Regions from separate parts of the Bos taurus genome. Here all the other regions are linked to region 3. Evidence: chromatin contacts called from public Hi-C data. All regions are on one chromosome and are shown on one strand. Each heading gives the region's core, a stretch centred on a gene start, on an enhancer-like site or on the middle of the called end of the contact. The rest is flanking DNA. Distances are from core to core; before and after follow the strand shown.

Evidence for each region. A called contact is a pair of places that touch in the nucleus more often than the background predicts.
Region 1: a Hi-C map of blood shows a contact between it and region 3, with 2.9 times the contacts expected there. The contact joins the promoter of NT5C3A here to the promoter of AVL9 in region 3.
Region 2: a contact with region 3 is called in a Hi-C map of skeletal muscle, with 3 times the contacts expected there. The contact joins the promoter of FKBP9 here to the promoter of AVL9 in region 3. A contact is called at or near these places in 2 of 11 Hi-C or Micro-C datasets (liver and skeletal muscle).

The regions. Positions count from the first base shown.
Region 1 is chr4:63,786,132-63,789,861 of ARS-UCD2.0, forward strand. NT5C3A (5'-nucleotidase, cytosolic IIIA) reads left to right here and starts at 2,139. Exons shown (of 10, transcript NM_001037597.1): 1 at 2,139-2,215.
Region 2 is chr4:63,852,722-63,856,534 of ARS-UCD2.0, forward strand. FKBP9 (FKBP prolyl isomerase 9) reads right to left here and starts at 1,852. Exons shown (of 10, transcript NM_001046372.2): 1 at 1,496-1,852. The coding sequence starts at 1,728. LOC132345104 (a long non-coding RNA gene) reads left to right here and starts at 2,047. Exons shown (of 4, transcript XR_009494236.1): 1 at 2,047-3,813.
Region 3 is chr4:64,008,222-64,011,985 of ARS-UCD2.0, forward strand. AVL9 (AVL9 cell migration associated) reads right to left here and starts at 1,998. Exons shown (of 16, transcript XM_059885886.1): 1 at 1,691-1,998. The coding sequence starts at 1,780.

The DNA of each region.
Region 1 (3,730 bases), core at 889-3,388, 220 kb before region 3:
TCAAGTGCTTAAAAGTGTCTGGCACTCAGTAAACATACAGTAGGTTGTAACTATTTATAGTAATCATCTTTGAGAACTGTATAATTTTTACGTGTATGCCACAATTTATTCACCTCCCTTGTATCAATAAACATTTAGATACTGGGCATTTAAGGTGTTTACAGTTTCCCAGTATTATAAAGCAACTCTGCCATATACATCCTTACAACTAAATCTTCATACACTGCCCTATGTCCTTAGGGTAAAGTCCTTAGGACATAAAGTTGGTCTGTACAAAGGGAATGTGTATTTCTAAAGCTTTTAATAGTATTTCTAAATTCCCCTCCTAAAAGGTTGTGGAACTCCAACTCCATCATTTTTTGTTGTTTTCCTTGGAGATGAAGAAGGAAATGGCAACCCACTCCAGTATACTTGCCTAGAAAATCCCATGGATGGAGGAGCCTGGTGGGCTACAGTCCATGGGGTCGCAAAGAGTCGGACACGACTGAGTGACTTCACTTTCACTTTGGAGATGATGCGTTTGGAGTGATCTTTTAAAAAGGTATCTTTAAAATTCTTGTCAGTGCTAAGCATTTTAATATATTAGAGGACAGTTTAGTCAACACATTCATACATAGAACAGAGGTGTTTTCAGAATGGATCACCTAGCTGCCCTTAGGCCTCCATTGTTGTTGTTGAGCCGCTTAAGTGTCTGACTCCTGCAACCACTTGGACTGTAGCCCACCAGGCTCCCCTGTCCATGGGATTTCCCAGACAAGAATACTGGCGTGGGTTGCCATTTCCTTCTCCAGGGGATCTTCCCAACCCAGGGATCAAACCTGTGTCTCCTGCATTGACAGGTGGGTTCTCTACCACTGAGCCACCAGGGAAGTCCTGAGCCTCCATTACTAGAATATAAAAGATTATCCTCTAAGAGGAATATTATGTTGTCAATCTTCTCATCTTATTAAAATAAGATAGTAATGCCAAATTTTTAACATTTGGTAGATATCAAGTTTGGGTAATTTGTTAGTGGCCTTTTTTAAAAAACAACTTTTAAAATTTTTTGTATCATTTGTAGTACAGAGTGCTGCTTCACAAAGTTTGATTACTGAAATGTTATGTTGGTTCAGGTTCCTTTGAGTATAGATGTGAAAAGGCTAGTATACAAACTTATTTACATGAGTGTAGCATAGCCCTGTTCCTAATGATAAAGCTTCCCAGAGCCAGTAACATAACTTATCTATTAGGCCCTGCCACATGGTATTAGCATATTTAATCCTACGACTCAGGTTAAAAACAAGACTGATTTCTCTTTAAAGGTTAAAAATATTTATCTTCACAACGGTTTGCTTTCATTTCCAGCAGGAAAGGAGCTTTTTCAATTTCTTAACCATAAAAATTAATTTTCATTCTGTTCAGATTTTTTAGTAGATCTGTGCATGGTCTTGTTGAAATTTACAGTGTAGGAAAATATGGAGAAAAACATAAAAATCACTTTAAATCCCACTACCCTGCAATGAAGATTGTTAACAACTTAGCACACTTTAATGCAAATATTCTTTTTCACATGTCTTACACGAGCTAATCGTTTTAAAACTGTAAAATACACATGACAGAGTTTACCCTTTTAACTGTTTTTAAGTGTACAGTTCAGCAGCATTAAGTGTATTGACATTGTTATGAAACCACCACCACTGCTGCCGTCCATCTCCAGAACACTTTCCGTCTTCCAAATTGAAACTCTGTACCTGTTGAGCAATAGCTCCCTGCTCTCCCCTCCCCCAGCCCTGGCAAACAGGACCTGATCTTTTTCACTTTGTATTAAAATATAATATTCGTACAGAGAAGTACACATACTACAAGTGCGCCGACAATTGAATCACACGATGAGGAAGAGGGTGTTTTCAAGTCTTAAAACTATTGAGGTTCCTCTTTTCTTTGCAGAGCAAGTTGGCGGTGCTCTAATAGTACAAATTTACCTTCTCTTTCTTAACTGCCGCATTATTTTATTTGATCCTGTTCTGTAGACTGGTGACTAGTGCAGAGCTAGCAAGCCTGTCACCCAGAGCATAATAAAGCACTGTGTAGTAATGCGTCACAAGACTGATTTTGCATAGAGCATATTAGCCAAGGCTTCTGGGACCGCCCTCAGCTGCACCTTGTGCTATATTAGTACTCCTCAGACAGGAAGAATTTTCTTTTGCTGCTGTAGCTTGTCCGGTTACTTTACAGGGTAAGTGTCTACAGTTCATATAAACAGTGAGTTTCTCTTGTTGAACTTCATCTGATTCTTAACTTGATTCTGTATCTTGTTGAAATTTTAGGCATTTAAAAATCCAAATTAAATTAAAATAGAACGATCCTGTGTAACACAAAACTTTTTTATAGTTTGCAAAGATGTGAATATGGAGAACTTTGCAGTGTCTTGGGTCTCAGAAATTCTAATTTGTAGGATCTAATTTTAAGAACATCTTGTTTCACGCATTGATATTAAGAAAAAGCCATGTACCCTCAGAAATCTCTTCAGGGGGAAGAAAAAATCTAATTTTGTTGTTCATTTAGTTGTTGTGTGACTCAGTTTTGCTGATAGCCACGTGATTTGTGTACCTAGGATTAGGAATTTTTTATTATTGCTAATAATAAAGATAATTAATTTTTATTTTGTGCCTATAAGCTTTAACCAGGATATCATGGAATGGCTTTATATTAGTTATGTTTTATAAATTGATAAAAGCTGGATTACTGTCTGTAAGGATTAAAACATACTGTATGATGAAAATTAAGATTCAAACATATACATTACCATCGATTCAAACATATGTATTACTATAAGAGCCTAGAATGTTGTGGTTAACTGAGATTTAAATAATTGAATTGCCTTATCTTTTATGTTAGCTAATGCAGCAGACCACTTCTTAAAGGTGGTTTACTTGGTTTTTATTGGCAGTCTGTGTCCAAGCCCTGCATCCCCGGATATTGTTTACTACCTATGCCTTTGTTGTAGGACAAACTCAAGGACAGAATAACTCAAGAGTTTTCTGAGGGTAATCAGTATAAATTATCTATTTTCCCTGTGCCTTGGTTTTCTTATCTTGAAAAACACGATTAGGTAGTAGGGCAGAGGAGGTGTGGAGGATAGATGAATAAACTCTAAGCTCTGAAATTGGGTATTTTCATAAGTATCTATAATATTCTGAGAAGCCACGTTTTGCTATTTAAGAAAATTGGTATAAATTTCCAATTTTTAAATAGCTAAGCTTTGAAATCTGTTTTCTTCTACCTTCTTTTACTCTCCCACCTTTTGCTATTCAGTTTCATTTTTGTTTTATGTTTGTATCAAGAGACAGTTTCACTTTCCAGTTGGTACTTTTTGTTGTTGCTATTTTTTTACTGCTGCCTTGAAAATCTAATTAGGGAGAATTCTTTAAATGCCCCCCAAGAAACTGATTTTATAATGTTTTATAAATAATGAATTTATAGTTCGATTTTCCATGTGCTGATCACCCTAAGTGTCATTATTAAAAACCCACGCTTAGGACAAGTGATGTATGTTGCCAGAGATATGCAGTAAGATTTTTAGGACTATTACTGATACCCTGTCATATTGTAGTAATACATACCTTTTCTTATATAAGTAGTATACAGTTTATCATTCAAAATTTCATTACTTTATTGTATAGTTTAAATGTTTCTGAAAGTAGCAAACTTAAAGCAGAAATCACAGCTTTTTAAGCTAATAATATCAATA
Region 2 (3,813 bases), core at 602-3,101, 160 kb before region 3:
ACTCAAAAGCCCATCAGCTAATAGATAAAATATGATATGGAATATTATACAGCCATAAATAGCAATAAAGAGCTGATACATGCTACAGCATAAATGAACCGACCTTATGTGAAAGAAACCAAACCCAAAGGCTGCAAATGGCAAGATTCCATAAAAAGAAAGAAGATTAGTGGTTACCTAGACCTGGAGGGGAAGAGAGTGATTGCTGATGGCTTTCTTTTTTTGGAGTGTGGAAAATATTCTAGAATTAGAGAGTTGTGACGATTTTCACAACTCTGTGAATATACTAAAAAAAAAAATTGAATCATACACTTTAAATGGGTGAATTGTATGGAAAGTAAATTATATCTCAATAAACCTGTATTAAAAAGAAGCAACTGAAACAATATGAGAATGAATATTTCTCAGTGCTTGCTATGTGCTACATCAAATACTAACCAGCTTTTGTATATACACTCACTGGAATTTTTTAAAAGGCAAGACTAAGAGTACCTTTTAAAAGATAACCTCACGAATGAGCTTAGCCCCGCCTCAAGCACAAAGCAGATACTAACAAATTGTTCTCTTTACTTAGCCTGGTGATTCACGAAGAGAAGTGTGGACACAGACCTAGGACCGTAACAAAGTCTGGGGAAGGAGAGCAGCTTGGAGCTGGAGAAGGGGCCTGTTAACCCTAATGCTAAACTGGGGAAGCTGGGAGAGGTGCTGTGATCTCGCTGTGGACACCAGCCATGGGGCAAAGCTGAGTGACTTGCTCTGGACGACCTCCTGCCTAGTGAGTTTTTCTTAAGGCCATAAGGGGAGGGCGGTAGTTAATGGGCACAAATCCTGGACTTGGATTATTCGGGTTTCAAAACGATCTCGCTTAAACAAGTTTCTCAGCCTCCATGGACTCAAGTTATCTCACTGGCAAAATAAGGGTAATGATAATACCTACACAGAAAACTGTAGTTAAGAATTAAATAAATTCGTTATATGGAAACCACTGAGAACTACCCTGTAACAACTGTAACAATCCATAAATGTTAGCGGCTGTCGCCACCTCCATCATCATCATCATCGAGAGGCATGAATGACTTGACACTCAAGGGCCTTGCCGGAAGGAACAGTCAAGGGAGACAGACAGGCGGACACTAACATTTACTCTAGGGGGTCGGCTAGGGGGCTAGCTCTTTACGAAGATTTCGCGCGTGTTACTGCGCAGGGCGGAGGAGTGGGTGGTCTGCGCCAACCCCGCTGCGCAAGTTCCCAGGAGGATTCCAGCCCACCAGGCGAGCAAAAGGGCCGGCAGGCTCCAGGGCCCCCGCAGCCCCCAGGCTGAAGGGATGAAGGGTCGGGGAAGCTTTGGGGTGAGAATAGGGAAAGGGAGGAGCGGGGGTTCGAGGGGCGGAGCTGGGGGAGGTCCGTCGGGAGGGAAAGGCCTGTCCGGAGACCGGGAAGCGGGAAAACGGGCGCTGCAGCCTCAGAGGTCCGGCTGGCGCGCGGGGCGCGGTACCTGGAGTCGAACTTTTGGCCGTCGGGGAACGTCCCCACGTAGTGGTAGCGCACGAAGTCGCCGCTGCGCACGGTGCGCGGACACTCCTCGGGCACGAAGCGCCGCTCGATCTGCAGCTCCGAGTCCGAACCCAGTCCCAGGCCCGCCACAGGGGCCGCCTGCCCGGTCACCCAGAGAAGCAGCAGGAGCAGCGGCGGCGGCGGGGGCCGCCAACTCCGGGCCCTGATAGCCATCGGGGGCGAGGAGAGGAGGGGGCGCGGCGGGGAGCCGCGAGGGCGCACGGAGCTCGGGCGGCGCGGTTCGGGCCTGGATGTGCGGCGGCCTTTGCAAACGTGGAAAAGACTCCCGGCTCTCCCCGGGCGGCAACAGCCACCCCTCTCTCCCGCCCCCCGGCCCCCGGCCCCCGCCCCCCGGCCACATCCGAGGGAGGGGAGGAGCCGCGGCCGCGCGCCAGGCCAGCCCTGCTGCGCCCTGCGCCGCCCGAGCGGGTCCGGTCCAGTGAGCTGGCCAGCCCGGGGAAGAGGCGGGCCTTCTGGAAGTTCAAAGGGACCAGTCCCCGAGAGAGAAATCAAGAACTCTTTGGGATTGGGCTGCGATCTACAGTTAGAAGAGACTTTTCTGGCCCAGGCAAACCCGCGGATCTCTGCCTACCCCTAGAGACTCCGGATTTAGGGCCCCTAGAGGCTCCTACGTGGCCGCGGATCCAGTTACCCTTTGCTGATTTGGGAAGGGAGGAAAACTTTTTTTAAAGAAACTTAGTTTCAGGGCTGGATTCTACGTTGAAACAGACTGAAGCCATCTTCGAGATTTCTTTCCCCAGGATTTTCTTTTAATACTTGGAGAAAGGGGAGACTCCATGACAGTTGCTCAGACAAACGTTTTAAGATGTTGTGAGTGATAATTACTAGCAAACATCCCACATGGTCCCACCCCTGTGACTAAGCTAGTTAAGACTTCACATTACAGACCCAGATTCTGTGGGAAAATTTACTAGAGTAGTTAAATGCATTCTTAGTTTTGAATTGTTTGTTCTTATTTATTGAAACTTGGACTAATGAAAGCAAATCACCAAAGGTTTGTCAACTTGTTTGGGAAGCAAACAATCCCAATACCAAAACCTGGCAAAGATAGCAAGGGGGAGAAAAGCTGGTTACCCACCTAATCTCTAACTAGAAATGCAAAAATGCTAACAAATGGTGAGTAGATTGAATCCACCTTATTAAAGGGGAAAAAAAAAATGTGGACTATCTAGGTGACCTGCAAATTAAGTCAGTGTCCTCTGTAAGATGAAGATAAAATGTGATAATTTTTTAAAATTATAATTATTAGAGCATTATAGATTTTATTAGATCCAGGATCTAATGAGAAGCTACATGTAGCACTAAAGAAACGTCCATTATTCCTAACAGAGCTTATTTTATTGAAATAGAAAACCTGCTAATACAATTCAACCACTGGTAAGTTGAATTTGTGGTGATGACTTGCTTATTTCTATGTACTTTTCATTAGTTCTTTATGCTTTTTAATCACTCTGCCAGGTTTTACACAGAAACAAACCAAAAAGTCAGCCTGGTTCCAGTCAGGAATCTTGCACTCCCTTGACTGTGGGCAACACATGGCACCTAGCTGGGCCTCAGTTTCTTCATCTGCAAAATGAAGGGGTTGATTTCTAAGATTTCCAATCCTAAAATTCTGTGATCCTGTAAGAGAGGAGACACTCCAGCATGGAAAAGAAGACAGACACAGTCAGGCAGTGATTGCCACTTCCACTTTGCCTTGTAGTGCTTCCCAGTGGCTTGATTTCTAGTCATTCCTTTTATTTTATTTATTTATTTATTGGCCATGTTGCACAGCCAGGGATTGACCTTGGGCCCACAGCAGTGAAAGCAGTGTCCCCAACCACTGAACCACCAGGGAATTCCCTTGCTTTTCCTTTTTAAATGTTAATTATCGATCAAACAGTATGTGTGCTCTACAATGTCTCTTTAAATCCTAACCAACATTCTTTGAATTGGATTTCTGTAGCAATCTACCAAAGAGAAAATTTACCTCTTGGCATTACTGATAACATCAACCTAAGAACTGATAAAGTCAAGCTGAAATTTAAAAAAAGAAAAAAGATTTCCATTAAACTTCTGGGGGTGACATTGTGAGAACTGGCCAAGTTTAAAAACTGAATCCAGTCAAGAAGAGTCAACAGTAGACTAAAAGCTCAGAAAGGTAAAGATAGGGGGAAGAGGTAGGTTGGTGAGAGACAGGAACCAGAAAGAAGGGAAAGGTACTGGAACTTTTTAAAAGGGTGGGGGGAGAACTCTTTC
Region 3 (3,764 bases), core at 748-3,247:
TTGGTTGTGAACGGGACCCACTCCTTACTTTTTCATACAGACTCCTACATGCCATGTGGCTCAGCTGAATGAACACACGTGGTGCCAAGGCAATTCTAAGCCTGACTCCAGCATAACCGTGGCAAGATCAGTTACTTCCTCCAAGTTTCAGTTTCTTCACCCATATCTGAGGTAAGCGGTGTTCATCATCCTTAGATTTTTAATACTATAAAACTTCATCTCTTTGATGTTAGTTGTCATACAACTAGATGAAGTTTTAAAGTATTAAAAGTCTAAGGATGATGAACACTGTTTACAGGCTTCCTAGGTAGCCCAGTGGTAAAGAACTCACCTGCCATGCAGGAAACGTGGACTCTACCCCTGGCTCGGGAAGATCCCTTGGGTAGGAAATGGCAACCCACTCCAGTTATTCTTGCCTAGAGAATCCCATGGACAGAGAAGCCTGGCAGGGCTACAATCCATGGGGTTGAAAAGAGTCAGACACGACTGAGCATAAAGGCACTACTTACATGCCATAGTACAATTATCTCAAATATTTATTTTCTTACCTCCAAATATAAGGCCACATTTAAAAACCATATATATTCCACTGCTGTTGCTTGGAATTTTCTAATACTACCCTGAACAATGTCACTTCCTCCTTGGTAACTATGTCATTTTTACTTGAAGGATGAGGAATATATTTTTAAGTGAAGCTGTCTTTAAAACACATACATACACAACTACTTTCATTCCATCATTTTTCTGTCATTATCCTCTAATGAACTGAAATTTTGCCAATCAGTCTTTTAAAATATTACATTTTCTTTGAAATGCTACATTACCTAGCGGTAGCAATCAGCATTTTTATTACTTTAAGCATTTCAATTTACTGTTCACTAGCACATTATGACATCATTGCCTTCCAGTTCTGCGCTCATTAAATAATCCTCTACCTTTGTTCCCCTGCCTTCGATACATAGATTGCAGATGTCCTATTGTTCCCGTTCACCATTTCAGTGAAGAAGCTTAAAAATGACTTAATATTTGCACGTTTCTTTGCTCAGTAAATAACACTTCCCCTCACTGCAACTGAACTGGAGAGTCTACCTCTCATCAAAAGGGAAGATCTGGACAAGACTAAAAAGGAACTCGAAGGCCGAATGGGAAGGGGGGCGGAGTCAGTACATCAGCCCAACAGGGGTTCCAGGGCTTTCACAGATAAACAAAGGAAGTTGATTTTCCCACGGTGCCGCATGTGCTTCGACCATCCTAAGGTACTCGTGCGGAAGCCCAGAGCTCATTACCTTGAAAACGCAGCCCAAGTGCTGATTTTTTTTTTCTAAGGGAATCCCACTAAAAGCAGACAACCAGAAAGTCAACGGAGACCGAGATGGATGAGGAAGAGAGTGGGCCGACCATCGATTCCTTCCTCTGACTCCACAGAAGAACCTAAATATCTACCAACCCCAACATACCGACACATAGCTCCTCCGCTGCTCAAGATACAATTTTCAGGGGGAGGGGAAAACAGGGAGCGTGCGGGGTGGGCTTCAGGTAAGGTGAGTGCGAGGATCAGGAGAGAGGAGTCAAGTTCAGGGGCGGAGGGCCGAGGGCACTGGAAGATGGTCTGAGCCGAGCGGAACGGCGTGGGTGTCGGCGGCGCGCGAACGCCAGAACAGCCAGGGGCGGGCACAGGCCCCTTCCTCACCTGGCAGCCCTTCTTGTGATGAAAGCCGACCACTACGATGTGCAGGACGGGCCCCCGTGGGGGGCCATCGCCGCCCCGCCTGATCTCCATGGACGACCGCCGCGGGCCCGCACAACGATGACTTCAGCCGCCGAGGGCGGCAAGCTCGGCGACCCCGCGATCCCCAGGAGGACGGCGAGAGGTGGATTTCAGGTGTCAGCGAGGGAGCCGCATGAGAGCCGCGAAGGGGGCCGGGAAGAGGCCGAGGATCCTGCAGCTCTGCACCGCCCCCCCGGGCCGCGGCCGCGCTTCCCTCATCCGCTTCCGCTGTTTCCGGGCTGTCACCTGATGCCGGGGCCGCCGCGGGCGAGGCGGGACTGGGAAGGACCGGGAGGGACCTGAGAGGGCTGGGCCTGATGGCGGGGCGGGGCCTGGGGAGCGGGGCGGGGCGGGGGCGCTAGGTGGGCGGGGCTGAGGGCGGGGCCTGGTGGGGCCTCTGGGCACACCTGTCCCCAGTTCACCCCCCCGCTCTGTGCTACCTTCTCCCCCTTCCTCCTCTGTCCTTGCTTTTTCCTCCTTAACATCTCCGCCCCTACCCATCTCTTCCGTCAGTTTTTTCCTACCTTTTTCCCCCTTCATTTTCTGTGTATCCAATTCTTCCACCTCCTTCCCTTCGCCTCTCTGACCTGGAGCCTTTATCCTTAAATTTTGGTAACATGGAGACATATCGGTGCACCTCTACATCTGTGTATTCAGCCTTTAAGTTACTTGCTTACCCACAGTTGCTCTTTTGCTTCGTTCTGTGTTTTTTCCTTATTTAAATATTATGTATAGGAGTTTGGAAGCGTTTTAAGGCCTCGTGCAGAATATCCTTGAAAATAAAGTAAATTTACAGGGAGACCTGTAAAAATGATTATTCTAGTCCTGATATTTTATTTTTTACTTTGTTGTGAAAGCGTTGGTTGCTCAGTCGTGTCAGACTCTTTGCGACACCATAGACTGTAGCCGGCCAGGCTCCTCTGTCCATGAAATTATCCAGGCAATACTGGAGTGGGTAGCTGTTCCCTTCTCCCGGTGATCTTCTCGACCCAGGGATTGAACCCAGGTCTCCTGCATTGTAGGCAGATTCTTAACTGTCTGAGCCACCAGGAAAGGCCAATTTAGTCCTGCTATTAAAAAAAAAAATTTTTTTTTCATTCTATCTTTCTGGGTTTAGTACTCTAATCAGCACAAAATACATGGAGTCAGTTATCATCAGAGGTTTTTATTTCCTTACTGATTGTACTAGTTGAATTAAAAAAGAAACTGAATCTCATTTTATGTCAATTTAAAGTGAATAGTGGAAATACTAGCAGATTTAACAAATCTTGTCCAGGGCAGTTTGAAGGTAGGTGCCTGCTTCAAATAGCATTCACAATCATTGCAATAACTAGTTGTGAAGTTTATCATTACAAGTTGCCCATCTCTTAGTTTAGACAACCTTAATAGTTGATGTTTTCCACTCTGGCCTTAAAATTTAAGGACCTACATTCTAATCTAAGTATGGCTGGGAAAAACTGTATAATGGCAGCTCAGATGGTAAAGAATCTGCCTGCAATGCAGAAGACCTGGGTTCAGTCCCTGGATAGGGACCATACACTGTAGAAGGGAATGGCTACCCCCTCCAATATTCTTGTCTGGAGAATTCCATGGATAGAGGAGCCTTGAAGACTATTAACATTGGTGAGGTCTCCAAAGAGTTGGACAGGACTGAGTGACTTTAACTTCCATTTTCTTCTTATTAATAGAACATAGTTTCTGTGATTCAGTAGAATTGTTTTAATGCTAATAATACTGTAGAAAAACTTCAAGTTGTTGCTACTATTTCTTTCTGTATTACAAAATTTTTGGCACTGACTCAGAACTGTGTGTGAAACTATAACATTCCCTGTATACAGAATATGTTACTCTTTTCTTCCATCTGCTTTGACATTTTCCACAATTAGCCTAGCTAAAATTGAAGTGAGATTGAACATTTTTTTAAAAAAGATGAAAGGTCAGGGCATCTTAGAACTCTATATCTATAATGAATGCCAACTGTTTACTTCATTGTGCA